Linked DNA regions of Rattus norvegicus: region 2 is linked to region 1. The links are chromatin contacts, called in public Hi-C maps. All regions are on one chromosome and are shown on one strand. Each heading gives the region's core, a stretch centred on a gene start, on an enhancer-like site or on the middle of the called end of the contact. The rest is flanking DNA. Distances are from core to core; before and after follow the strand shown. Region 1 holds the start of Rbms1 (RNA binding motif, single stranded interacting protein 1). Region 2 has its middle 190 kb from the start of Tank.

What was found. Hi-C and Micro-C count contacts between places; a contact is called where the count stands out from the background.
Region 2: a Hi-C map of Schwann cells shows a contact between it and region 1, with 11 times the contacts expected there. The contact joins the enhancer-like site here to the promoter of Rbms1 in region 1. A contact is called at or near these places in 6 of 12 Hi-C or Micro-C datasets (the A7r5 cell line, the Rat2 cell line, Schwann cells and 3 more).

Annotation. Positions count from the first base shown.
Region 1 is chr3:65,824,461-65,831,454 of GRCr8, forward strand. It overlaps Rbms1 (RNA binding motif, single stranded interacting protein 1), which reads right to left and starts at 4,553. Exons shown (of 14, transcript NM_001012184.1): 1 at 4,040-4,553. The coding sequence starts at 4,114.
Region 2 is chr3:66,324,777-66,331,770 of GRCr8, forward strand. No RefSeq gene overlaps it. Among named protein-coding and RNA genes, the nearest start is that of Tank, 190 kb to the right of the region's middle. Within about 2 kb of position 4,030, at least 21 of the 93 cell types and tissues checked have an H3K27ac peak or open chromatin away from gene starts, as enhancers often do. A contact at or near this core is called in the A7r5 cell line, Schwann cells and kidney, where this site is marked.

The DNA of each region.
Region 1 (6,994 bases), core at 3,303-5,802:
TCAGATTGTTTGGCATAATATTTATCAACTACACATAAATAACAGTTTAAAAGTCCAGTGAAATGGCTCAGTGTGTGAAAGAGGCTGAGACGGGAACTGTCTTGTCCCTGCAGCCTTTAGGAGTGGAATTCAAAATTATCTTATTATTTTTTGTATTTTGGAGCTGAGTGTAGATATATCCTTTAGTATCCATTTATACAAAAAAATCATCTTAAAACAAAATTATTTCCCTTCTGCAGCAGTCATTTCTTTAGTGCAAAACATTTCATTAATACAGAAAATAACATCATATGCACAAAACATATATTTGATATATTGCTTTTGATATATTGTAGAAAACTGTAGACTAATGACATATGAATAAAGATTATATGTATCATGTTGCCTTTAAGGGTACAGAATATCCAGCAAGCAATATAAATTAAGAAAAACATATACTTCTCTTTCTTCCAAAGAGAAGGAGTAAGTATTGTATCCCTATAAACACTTAAATATTTGCCTCAGTAGTAATGTATGTTCTGGTGTTTCTTGTGGACATTAGCCATGATTCCTTCCACTAGCTAACAACTTGTAACTTGTACGTAAAAAAAATCTCTGAGTTAAAATGTTAATCAAAATTTCCTTCTTTCTTCCTCCCCTTTCTCTCTCTCTTTCTCTTCCTCTCTCTGTCTCTGTCTCTCTCTCTGTCTCTCTCTCTCTGTCTCTCTGTCTCTGTCTCTGTCTCTCTCTCTCTCTTTCTGATATCTCATAAGTCATCTTAACATCTGGAACATTCTTTAGAACAATGTGTGCTTGTGTTTACAAACTTACATCAAAGGATACTTCAGGCTGACAGTGCCAGGTGATAAGGCAGACCAGCTGAAATAAGACAGCACTGACTGCAAAATAAAAACCAACAAAACAAAACAAAACCACCCCCATGGAGTAAAAGTGGGTGCTCCAGTTCTGTGTTACCATAGGCTGAGGCATGACAGAGACTACATTTCACATGTATCCAGGCCCACTCTCTTCTCAGAAGCCTCACATCAACCGGAAGTTCTGTGCAGATGATATTACCTTTCCTTTCTGTCAAAGCGTGAGGTACCCAGATGTAGTTGTTGACTCTAAGTGTTATTTTCCTGATTGTAAAATGAATTGATGTGTTTTATGGGAGCATCTTTCAAAAATAAATTTGCCAAAACAGTCTCTGATCAGATTAACACAAGAAGCATTTGACACATGCAACTTTTGAAAGTATGCTAATAAAATTTGTTTTAAAGAACTTTTTTTCTTTTTTTTTTTCCCCCCGGAGGTGGGGACTGAACCCAGGGCCTTGAGCTTGCTAGGCAAGCGCTCTACCACTGAGCTAAATCCCCAACCCCAAGAACTTTTTTAAAATCGGTATTCACTCAGTCCTCTGAGGAAATATGTCAGATCCATCTACTCCTCACGTAACCCAACAAAACCACATCTACTTTATAATCTCAGGTTAAATACGTTCTTAAATAACTAACATACCATTGCTTAGTTTTTTGACACAGCTTTCAAGCAGGAGTTCACAACAGCTGGGACTAGCCAAACACATCAGTGTACTTTACAAAGAGTGACGTATTCCATCTCTTGAAGGTCAGAACACACGCGGGCAAGCATCCGCACGGTGGACAAGCATTCTCGGTGAGTTCATTAACTCTTCAGGCAGATTATGCTTGTCATTAAACTAGAAGTCAAATAAAGTCTCCATATTTCTTAATGACTTCCACTACCGCCATCTTACCAATGACTACAGGAAGGAGAAAAGGGGTGTGTGTCCCTGACTCCGACTCTGATATCTAGAATCTACATCTCCGTGTTTTTGGAGACACTCCTTTCTGAACTAATTATGACACCTTTACAATGGGGAGTTTAGATTTAATTACCAAACTTTTAAAACACCACATTATATAGGTCAAGCGAGGACGCACCTTTCTCCTGAAACAAAGGGATTCAGAGTAATAAGATTTCAGATTTCATAGGAGAAACAGCAAAGTATGTTTTGAGGCTGTCATTTACTGTAACACAAATCAATATTAAATGCTTTATGCAGGAAGCACACTTTCAGAAAATGGACCCTAAAGCTTCCTGGGATCCAGCCCTAATTACTCCAGCAGGCTTTGCCGTTTGTCCCTCTCTTCAATTATTTACAGGGCAAAAAAAAATTTATATATATAATAATAATAAAAGCCAAATGGCATTGCATTAGCTATATTAAATGCTATGCAGTTGGTTTCTAACTTACTAATGGTACATAAAAATTACTAAGGTAAATGTTTCATAGGAACATGGCTCCTCCCCTTCTTCACCTGAATGTGTGCATTTATTATTCATGGAGTTAAGTGTTGAATAGGCTTGTCCTTCAGGCAACCAAATGCTGCATAATTATTTAAATGAATGCATCAAATATATAACACAGCTAAAAGGTGGCGCATAGATCACGTTACGAAATTTCTTCAAACAGCACACATACACAGAGAGAGAGACAGAGAGAGAGACAGAGACAGACACACACACACAGAGAGAGAGAGAGAGAGAGAGAGAGAGAGAGAGAGAGAGAGAGAGAGAGAGAGAGAGAGAATCTCCCTCAAGTTCCTAAAACAATGGCATGTCAACCACATGGAGATGAACGGTCCTGCTCTAGCAGTTGCGAACACCTTACAGATCTCCAGTGAGCGAAGGTAAATGGGGAATTGGGAGAGCAGCAAGGAGGCCTTTAGGTGCTGGGAAATTTCTGGCCTCTGCTGACAAGTCCTTTTTACGTGGACAAACACTGAGCTATGTTGTAGGGCATCATGGACCACACACATTGAGAGAAAGAGAAGCTTTCAAGGTTGAAGCATAGATTCTTAGTACCAGGTCAGCAATGTCCATCTGCCAGCAAACAATCCCCTAAAGAAAGTTCAAACACTGCATCCATACCTGATTCTTTTGTGATCTAGAAGGACATACTAGGTGTGTTAACAGCTGAAGAAGGCTGCTGTACCCACCATCCCATTCTGCCTTTCCTAATTGTGGCGTATGATTCCAGGGCGGTAAGGTGCACTTTTCATGAACCCTAATAATTTTTTAAAATTAGTTTATGAGACATCAAACTGTTGTAAAATTAGCATAGGCCCATTAACAAAGTGCCCAGGGTCCCTGGAAAGCCAGGCACAATTTGCCTGCCTACATGTCATCAGCGGTCCTTACCCAAGACTGTGCCACTTTTGAGCAGAATTGGAAATCACTCTCTGGTACACACTCAAGGCGGTTTAAAAACAACAACCAAAAAGGAAAAGTAAATACAAAGTCACTTCTTTTTATGCATCGAAATCTGTCCATTGTCCCTCCCATGTAAAAGCTACAGAGAAGATTAAAGGGGATATCAATGAATGCAGAGTGAACTTTGGCCACTTCTCTACCCAAAACACCAGCGTAAAAGTGGAAATCAGTAACCAGGTGAAGTGCCACACCGCACAAAGATCAGAGGCGAGGGGCGGGCGCACAGGGCCCAAGGCGGGGAGGAGACCGTCCCGGCCCCCTCCAGCCACCTTCGTCGCGCGCGCGGGAGCTGGAGGGTAGTCCTGTGGGGCGGGGCGGGGCGGGGCGGGGCGGGGGGCTGCGCGCCACTCAAGGGGACCCCACAGTTACTGCCCGCAGGGCGAGGCCCTGGAGAGGTCTGAAAGCCGTGCCGCCAGCAGGTCCTGCCGCGGGCCCCAAGCATCGGCCGGCCGCCAGCCCGGGCTGGACGAGGGGGAGCCGTGAGGCCGCGAGACCCTTTCCTCCTCGCCGGCCAGGAAGGGGCCAGCGGTCCTTTCCTGTCTAGTCGCTCCCCCCCGCTACTCTCTGTAACCCGATCGCCGCGATCGGCTCCCCGGGAAGCCGCCGCCCCGCGCACAGCCTGGCTCTGCCCAGGCCAGCGCTATAGTTAGCAACCCCAGCACTTGTGCCCAGAGGCGGGAGGGTCGCCGTGCGCCCCTCCCCAGCCCGGCCCGGCGCGCGCCTCCGCGGTCCCCTCCTTTGGCGACCCTTCCCCGCGCCTCCTTACCTTGGCTTGCAGATACTGGGGGTAGTAATAGGTGGCGTACTGAGGGTACATCTGTTGTTTCCACACTTTGCCCATGAAGCTGGAAGGAAGCCTGCCGTGCAGGGTCGAAGACACTTTAGGTTTTCCAAGTCCCGATCTCTTTCTCCTGCCTCTCCCTTTCCGGAGGCGGCGGCGGCGGCTGCCTCGGCGGCTGCTGCTGCCACTGCTCCACCTCCCAACCGGGACCAGACGACGTCCTCCTCCTCCACCTCCTCCTCCTCCTTCTGCTCTTCCTCCTCCTCCTTCTCCTCCTCCTCCTTCCAGGCAGACAGAAAGACACTGCAGAGCGCAGAGGACACCCCGGACAGGGCGCTCCCAAGGAGTTTCCTCTGGGAGCCCGACTGTGCCCGAGCTGCCAAGGGCTGGCGCTCTGGCCGCGCTGCGCTCCGGGAGCAGGCTGAGCCCAGCTACGAGTGATCAATACAAGTGGAAAGTACGGCGGCGGCGGCGGCTGCGCTTGGTGCCAGGCGGCATCTGGGGTGGGTGCGCCCGACAGCGAGAGGGGAGAGGGGCTGGCTGCCGAGGCCGCGGGGGAAGGGCGGCCGGGGGCGGGGCTTGGGCGCCGCCGAGCCCGGGACCCGCTGGAGGTGAGGGCTGACTTTCCACCACTCCTCACCTCCTAGGCTCTCAAGAGGACGCACAGAATCTCTGGGAGCGGCGATCGCTTTGTGTCCAGGGTGGGAATAGGTTTGGTAGACCCTGCTTAATAACTGCCGAGAAGGCACCTCTAGCTTTCCTGAGTTTTTAATCTTCGTAAGTGGGGGAGGGAGGGAGGGAAAGAGGGAAAGAGGAAATCTGATTAATCTCTCACTTCCCCCAAATTCCCGGACCGGTGATTTTTTTTTTCTCCCCACAAAGGAAAATGCTTTAATGTCCAATCACAAAGCTGGAGCCAGGACACCTGGGTTCTGTTCCACCCACACACCAGGTCACAGCACTAATTTTCTAAGTGACCTTGGGAAGGTTAGTGTCCTTCGGTTTGGTTTTCCCAGATGTGAAACCATGCTCTTTGCGTGTACACACACACACACAAACACACACACACACACAAACACACACACACACACAAACACACACACACACACACACACACCAAACTAGCGGGTCCTTCTAAGGGAAAGATGCCAAAAAGAGGAAGAATGTTATTAGAGGACACAATATAGACATCAGTTTCTCCCTGCCTTTTCTAATGCTGCCAGACAGTCTGTCAACTCCCACTCAGGAGCAAGGAAACTCCCTGAGTTTGGAATATTTTAAGGCCATTTTGAAAGTCACGCTGGCATATTGTTGCAGTGTGTTTCAGTGACACATAAAATCAATCTCCCTTTCTGCTTCTCTCCGTCTCCTAATTGTCTCAGCTCTAGACAGCCCCAGACGAGCAGCGGTTCAGTTCACTACATAACTGGATATAATTTAATGGAGTTAATTGGTCCCTGAAGTTGCCTGCAGAAGACTTTTATATTCTAGCTAAAAAAGAGACAATATGAGATGTACAATAGGATGGGGAAGAGAATGTCCCTAAGTTGATGTCCTTGCCCGGCTGATAAAAGACTAGGAGAAAAACATTTATTGAATCGAACTCGGTTGCTTTGTTTTGTTTTCTTGTTTTTTGTTTGTTTGGTTTTGGTTTTTGGTCACTTCTCAGTGCAAGGTAAATCCAGTCAAACAGGAATGCATGATTTTCTTCAGTAATCAGATCTTTATATGATTATATTTTAAGACAGGCTTTAAAAATGATAAACACAGTGGGCTGGAACCCTTATCTTTATATGATTTAGACAAGTTTCTGGGCTGTACATTTTTTCTTGAAAAAAATAAAATAAAATAGTTGTAGTTCATGTGAAGACAATTTGGACACGTCAGGAGGTGACTCGTGTACTTCCTCATTCATCGATACAGAATCTCACGAGGAAATTAGATTTACTGAGTTTCTGTCACATGCTGGGCACTGTGGAGATTAATGCCAACCTGCAGGTTAGAGTGGTCCAGTGTCTGACGAGGTGAGCTGAAAGTGTTCCTCATATTGCTTCCATACGAGAGTGCTTTGGTTCTTAAGTAACGAAGTCACTAGCATGCTGTGTGTGTGGGGGGGGGGGGGACCCAGAGAGTCTAGGAATAATGGTTTGGAAGGGGTGACTGACTGAAGAGAAATAAGTTGAGAAAGAACTCAGTCTAGGTTTGGACACAGGAAATTGCCAGAGTGAGAGAGACTGTTCTGCTTACTATTTTTTTTTCTCCTGGATGATGAAAATCCAGTCCATTTCCAAGAGCCCAAAAGCAGACCCAGACATATATGGAGGTTTGATTTATGACTGAGCCAGTGTTACAGGGCAGTGGGCAAAGAATGAACTTTTCAATAAATGATTCTGGGTCAATTGGCTATCCGCATTGGAAAAATAAAGTAAAATAAAGGTCTGCTTCACAAATATCAAAGATGGGGAGTCCAGCTGCTTTAGAGATTATGCTCAAAAAGCCAAAATCACAAGGGCTGTTAGAGGACAACAGAGGTGATAGCTACCTGATGCTGATGTGTGGCAAGATTAATAAACTGAAAGCAAGTGTGAGATATTGTGATACGTGGTTTGTAGACTGGGCCTAGAAAGCATAAAAAGTGAGCCACGAAATAATTACTTTTACAAATAATGACAGGTTAATATGCATACTCTATAGAGAAATCCTCGAGAATGTGAGAAAGAGAAACAACTTGTGTGAATAAAAGGGTTTTTTTTTTATTCACAAAGGGAGACCAACAAATGTTCAACCCACTTATGAAAGAATGCTAGCATTCAATTGGTAACATGATAATTCCAATAAGGTGACATTTTACTCTTTGCCACGCTGTCGGGAAAAAAAAAGAAAGAAAAAAAAACCAACAATGAAAATGACATGAGCAGGTGAAGGATGGAGAAGGGAACT
Region 2 (6,994 bases), core at 2,780-5,279, 500 kb after region 1:
ATTCTGCCCCCTCTTGCCAGGTGTCACCTTCATCTCAGATCCTGCACCAGTGGTCTTTCTCCATCACCCAAAGGACATCTCTGAGAGTCATCTCCACGTGGATAAATGCTTTTCCACCTTTTTTTTTTCAGCTCAGCTGAGGTATTTTCAAATTTCAAAACAATTGGTAAAGGGAAATGGCCATTGAAAATACAGCAATCAAAACCTTGTGTCTCCCCACCCCATATAGAGTTTTGGCAAGAAAAACAACAAAACAAAACAATCTTCAATTGAAATAGAATCTTACACAAAGGGTTATGAGAAAAACTGTAAATCCTGTAGCCACTCTAGGAAATAAAGAGAAAAGAAACTCTATTCTCCTACTGAACAGGACACTATGAGGACCCAGAGATGTGGCTCCCTGATAGAGCTGTGGTTGGAACCCTTAGGGAATCTCTAAGCAACACTTAAAAGACAATACTCAATAGAGACAACCGTATGATAGATACTGTTAATTGTTTTGTTTTTAACACATTTCATGTCTATGATTCTCAGTCTCTGCTCTCAGAAAAGGCCTAGGTGTCCCAACCTTTCCTTCTAAGCCGCAGCTAGAACTATATTTCATTTCTCGCTCATGAAGCATCAGGACGGGCCTAATGCTTGTGTACCTTTCCCTTGTGAAGAGGCTAACACTTTCAGCTGCAGTTGCATGTGGCTTGGTCTCAAATACAAGGTTGTGGTGCAAAGCTGCCTTAAGAAATAATTGTATTAGCATGCAAATAATAATGGAGTGCCAGAGAAGAAATGGTCTCCTCTCAAAATGAAATGATACTCATCCCCTGCAAGATGATGCTTTAGAGGAGACAAAAACAAAAATAAAAACAAAATGACACAAACACCAGCCCTACACTTTATTGACTTGGAAGAGAGAATAAAAGTTAGCAGTATTAAAGAGGTTTCTGAACTGAAAGGGAACCAAATGCTAAAGTGTAAACTCTGTGGATACTGGAGAAGGGCAGTGAACAACACTGGTTGGAATGATCAGGGAAGATTTGTGTTAGGGTTTCGAATCTCGGACCGAGCTGGGACAGAAGACACCCAGACAACATGGTTCCACGTGGGGAGGTTTGATGAGAGAAAAGTAGAAGAGAGGAAAGGCGACTTGTCATGGGTATGTGGTAGGGGAGGGGGGGTGAGGGGCAAGAGCAGAGAAGAACAAAGGGTAAGAGAGAGTAAGAGAGAAATAAGAGAGGAGGAGGAGGGGGCAGTAGCCCCGCATATAGTCAGGCACAGCTGGCTGTTGCTAGGCAACTGTGGGGCGGAGCATACCTGGCTGTTCCCAGGTAGCTGTGGGGTTGGAGCTTAGACAGAATTCCAACAATCTGGAGATATAACGTCAATTTAAGATAGATTCTGAAGGAAGGACTCAAAAGAAAAGAAACAACATTCCCTGGCACACTTGCCAGGAAGAAATTTTCATTTCAAGGTCTTAAATGCCCAGATTGATCTGATCTTTATTCAAAGCAAAAGTCTAGGAAAAAATTTAAGAGAACTTAGATCCTTAACAAAGGAGCCATTTCCCACTGAGAGGACTTGGATGGGGGCTCCTCCAGTTATCCTCAGCAGCCTCCAATTAGAGCTACATCTAATCTCTGTACGACTTGTTCCGCCCAAGGCATTTGTGGGAGAAGGATAAACACGGCTTTCCCTCCCGTCGTAATAATAATTTTGAAATACTAACCGATATACTATCCTTGTGCTTTTATCGTTCACCTTCCATCCCAGTTGCTTTGCACTCTTAGTGAGAGGGATAGGGGAAGGGGAAAGAAGGGGAAGGGAGAGAAGAGGAGAGGAGAGAAATGGAGGAGGGGCCAGGAGAGAAGAGGAGGGGAGAGTGTTAGCATTTTGTCTAGGCTGCGCCCCACAGTCACCTGGGGATAGCCAGGTATGCCTTACTCACTATGAAAAGGGATGCATGCCCCTCTCCTCACTCTCTTGCTCTTGTCTTCCTGCTCCCGCTCTCTCCCCATTCCCCCCCTCCACGTGCTCATGGAAGCCTATGGCCAATTCTCCAGACATCTTACATGGCTAGTCACCATTTCTCCCTCAGAAGCATGGTGATTCATTCTCTCTCTCTCTCTCTCTCTCTCTCTCTCTCTCTCTCTCTCTCTCTCTCTCTCTCTTTCTCTCTCTCTCTGCCTTTCTCTGACTCTACTACGCTCTTCACTTCCCTCCCTATACCCTTCTGAATAAACTCTATACTGTCCTCTGTGGCTGGTCCCTTAGGGGGAAGGGATGCCGAGGCACGGGCCCACCGAGGCACCCCCGTCCCCCATACTTCACCACACATCCATAGAACATAGCCCTACTCTCTTTATCTTTTTATAAACACATCAAAGAGAGATGATTGTTTTGTAATAGAAGATGGATGGGGGTGGGGGGGTGCTTTGACTTTCAAAAGCCCAAGTGAAAGTTTTGAAAGAAGATGGGGAAAGAATCTTAAATTTCCCTCATCTTTGAAGATGTGGCATTAGATTAAGATGCCTAGTCGGACACTCTTCTATCTAGAACCCCCTCCTCCTCCTTTCTTTTCAAAACAACAGGTGTGCTTTCTGGGGGCCTGGTTTCTCTGCAAACGTGTAGCACTTGGTAGAAAGAGATACTAGAGTCCTGGCCTCTCCTTTTCTGTTCTCATTAAATGGGTACCAGATATGCTGTTAGGTTTTCAAATCTGCCTGTGCCCGGACAGAACACACCCAGCCACCATGGTTCCACGTGGAGAGGTTTAATGAGAGAAGAGTAGAAGAGCGGAAAGGCGGCGGGCCATGTGCACGTGGAGGGGGTAATGGGGGCAAGAACAGAGAAGAACAAAGAGCAAGAGGGGTGGGAGAGGGTAAGAGAGAGTAAGAGGGGGTAAGAGGAGGAGAGGGAGCAAGCAGCCCCTTTTATAGCATCAGGCACAACTGGCTGTTGCCAGGCAACTGTGGGGTGGAGCATACCTGGCTGCTGCCAGGTAGCTGTGGGGGTGGAGCTTAAATAGAATACCAACATATGCTCCATTGATAAAGGCTTAATATTTTGTTATTTATCCACTGAACCAAAATACAAGGTGACGAATGTTTCAGGAGTTCAAAGCTTAATCTAAAAAATAAAATAAAATAAAATAAAATAAAAAGCTTTAAAGTCTCATGACTCTGTCAGACACTTCTTGCGAGCATTGTTCCTTAGTTTCCTCCTATAAAGGCAAAAAACACCAGTAAATGGTGTTGTGTCTGCCTTGGGCAGCGGTGGGGAAGATTAAATTAGATACTGCTGAACCATTTGCCATGGTGGGGGTGGGGGAAGTTGGCTCTCAGTACATAACCACTACTGATTTATTTGTGACAGAATGTCATATCAGAGACCTCATATACTTGTTTTCAATAAACCTTTTCTGGCTAGTTAAATAACCTTATTTTAAGAGTCCCCAAAGTTAGACATATACATGCCTCTTACCTCTCTAAGCCGACACCTCACAATGACAGGGACAAGAGCCTGCCTTTGGTTTATATGGCCCGAGGCCTGTATACTTTCCAAACCAACTCTTCCAGCCCCTGCTAATGAAATGTAAAGAATGCGACACCAGGCGTCCTGAGTTAGGAGAGGGAGGGGGCTGCCAGAGATGTGGTCCCAGTGGGCTCTCAAAATCTCTAGTATTCAGTTTATCTTGGGTAGAGCCTTTGTTCGAATTAAAAACAACAACAAGAAGCAGGCTTGTGCAAACCAGCTTCTCTGTAAACTCTAGTCCCTTCCTTGGCTTCCCGCGATACGGGAATAATCGTTCAACTGGTCCCATTTCTATTCCGACTGGAAACAGGAAACGAATGGGGTACAGTCTTAAACAAAAACAAAGAGACTGAAAGACAAACCAGATTGTCCCTGGGTTCAGAAGAGGTTTGCGCTAAGTGTTAGAAGGTTCAAATCTGGAAGATCCTCCCCCACTTTCTGCCATTCCAGAAATTCCTTTGGGGGGGGTGAGGCGGGGGCGGGGAGCGAAGAGCAGTTCTAAACTGCACAGCACTGCCATCTTCAGGGCCAAGGCGGAAAATATTTTCCGGGTCAGATAAATCATCGTCCCTGAACGCTTCATTTAAATATAATCAGATGCTTAAAACTTTGACAGCATAGTCTTTAACAGATTTTTTTTTTTATCTTTTAGCGTTTCCCGTGTTTAGAAAGTCAGAAAACACATATTTTTTTTGGTCTGTGTATGTGATATATGAACATTAAAAAAATACGTATTTGCCAATTGAAAGTTATTTTCAACCGGAAAGCTTAAATAGCTTACACAGCTCTGCCAGGTGATGGAGCATCACAGACGCAAACATATTGTTCTGAAAAAATTTTTTTCTTCCATAAAAAGAAGAAAGGATGAGCGTAATGGTTCCACGGTGCCGTTTGAACAGATGGTGTGATTAACAACTAGTGTGTTAGCCGTCTCAGGAGCTCGCCGAGAGTAAACAAATGCAACGGGAAAATCACTTTCCTCCCCAAAGAGTTTTTAGTTCATTTTATTACGAAAATTTGGAGGTCTGCATTTTGAAAGCTGAGTATCCTTAGAGGATACTGGGAGTACGTAGGGAGGGAGGGGTTTCTGGAGGAAGACTCAAAAAAGACTATTCTCTTCCTGATGAAGAATGTGGTTGCTCTCTCAGAGGCGAGAATGAGAGGAGGGTAGTCTAGGCTGTCGCTGTCATCCGGATGGTGGAGGCGGGTGGTTGGTGGTCCTACACACATGCCATAAAGTAAGAGGGTCAGATTCTCTCCCTGGCTCTTGTCCTCGATCTCTCTCTCTCTCTCTCTCTCTCTCTCTCTCTCTCTCTCTCTCTCTCTCTCTCTCTCTCTCTCTCTCTCTCTCTCTCTCTCTCTGGACTGCGGTTTCTTTTGTTTGAAAATCTGAGGAAAAACCAGATGAGCTGAACAGTTGTGTTTCAGAAACTTTAATGTGCACCTGGGGATCTCATTAAGATGCAAATTCTAACCTGGGGTAGGGTCCAGGCTTTGAAATTCTTACCCGCTCCTAGGTAGGGCTGACGCTGCTGACCCACAGGCCCCCTGTTTACCACCTGGCCTCTAAGAGCCTTCTGGGGATGACACTCTAGCATCCCATAATAGGCTAGGCAATGCAAAGCTAGCCGATCAGAGGCGGGGTCTGCCTTCCTAAGGCTCCTGGCTCAGAACTACTTGTGGATAAAAATACGTACTAAACATACCACACATTGTACCGATCTTTTTTTAAAGACTTTTAAAAAGTACGTTTCTGTGGGAGGGTACTGCACGTGAGTGCAGTGTGCAAGGGGGACAGAAGAGAGTACTCGAGGTGGAGTTATAGGCAGTCACGAGCCGCCATAGTGGGTGCAATGAACCAAACTCAGGTCCTCTTGCAAGGACAGCACACCCTGCTGAGCCATCTCTCCATCTCTCTTGTGTGGGTTTTTAAAAGTAAATCATTTTTCGTTCTTCTTTGTTTGTTTGTTTCATCTGCTAGAGAGCTAACCTGAGAAGGACCTCAAGACACAGCCACAGCCCATACATTATCTATATTATATATTTTGGGGCTGAGATGATCAAGAAGCTGAGAGTGAACACCAACCAGCATGTGCAAGGCAGTCAAGATCAATCCCGAGACTGCAGGGGGGTTAAAAATGTTACTTTAGGAAAGGCATTGGGACCAGAATAGGAGGAAATCTTGGTGGGGAGACATCTATAAATTACATATCTGGCTCATATCCAGAAAACACGAAGGATTCTCAAACCCCAACAGTATGAAAGCAGCCTCTACCGGTGAGGCAGTGTGTGGGTAGTGGTACCTGTCACCAACCTGACTGACAGACAACCAGATGTCAATCCTCAGGATGCAAAAAGAGAACTGATTCCTGCAAATTGTTCTTAGAGGTCCTCATGCACTGTGGTATGTTCACCCACCCACCCACCCACTCACAAAACCGTAATCAATAAATGAATGTAAATTTTTAAATAAAACATTTCCACTTTAAAGTGGGCAAAGACCGAGAGCAGGTGCTGACCCAAATGGGAAATACAAATGGCACGTGAATGAGTTGGACATCAGCGGCCACTGTGAAATTCAGACTGAATCCCTCATGAAGCACCTACCGGAACGGCTACGTTTCCAAGTATTGAGAATACCAAGTGGTCTTATGAATGAGAAGAAACCAGATCCCTCACAAGCAGGAGACTAGCTCACTCTTGACAAGACAAAGCAGAGGTGAAAGAACATGTGATACGTGGGGAAGAAATAGCTATGTTACTACTTCACATCTAAGTCCAATCTTCTAACATGCAAACACATGCTTAATAAGTCAATGTATTTTGTGTTAATTATTTTAATAGATGTGTGTGTGTGTGTGTGTGTGTGTGTGTGTGTGCTGTGTCAATGCACACACCCATTTGAGTGTGCAGGGAACACAGCAGGATGGACATCAGGTGCCCTGCTTTATCGCTCTATATCTTATACACACGTCTACAATTTTATTTTAGCACAGCTGTAGGGCCAACAACCTCCAGGGCTCTACCTGCTTCTGCTCACTTCAGCAAATAAGGGGCTAAGTACGGGGAGGCGCATGCCTGACATAGGTGAGTGTTGGGGATCGGAACACAGGTTCTTGTGAGCCCTCTCCTGTCCCTAAAGAGTAGATTGCCACACGTGGATAAGTCCGCCATTTTGCTAGACACCTTTGACATCATGATTCGAAAAGTCAATGTCTCCCAGACATCACTATGGTGCTCTGGCTGCAAACTCCAGTCCTGGAAGCTTATTCTCAGCCCGTGGCACCCTTTCTTTTTCTAATTATCTGTGAGTTGTCAAATGGCTTTCCCTAGGTTCTTCAGCACATTCGAGGGTAAGTGCAGGACACCGGCTCATCACTGACAAGGCCTTGACCTTCGAGAAACTTAATATTGTTATAAAAATAAACCAAGTCAATTGGTTCGCCCAAGGCTTGCACTGCGTAATACT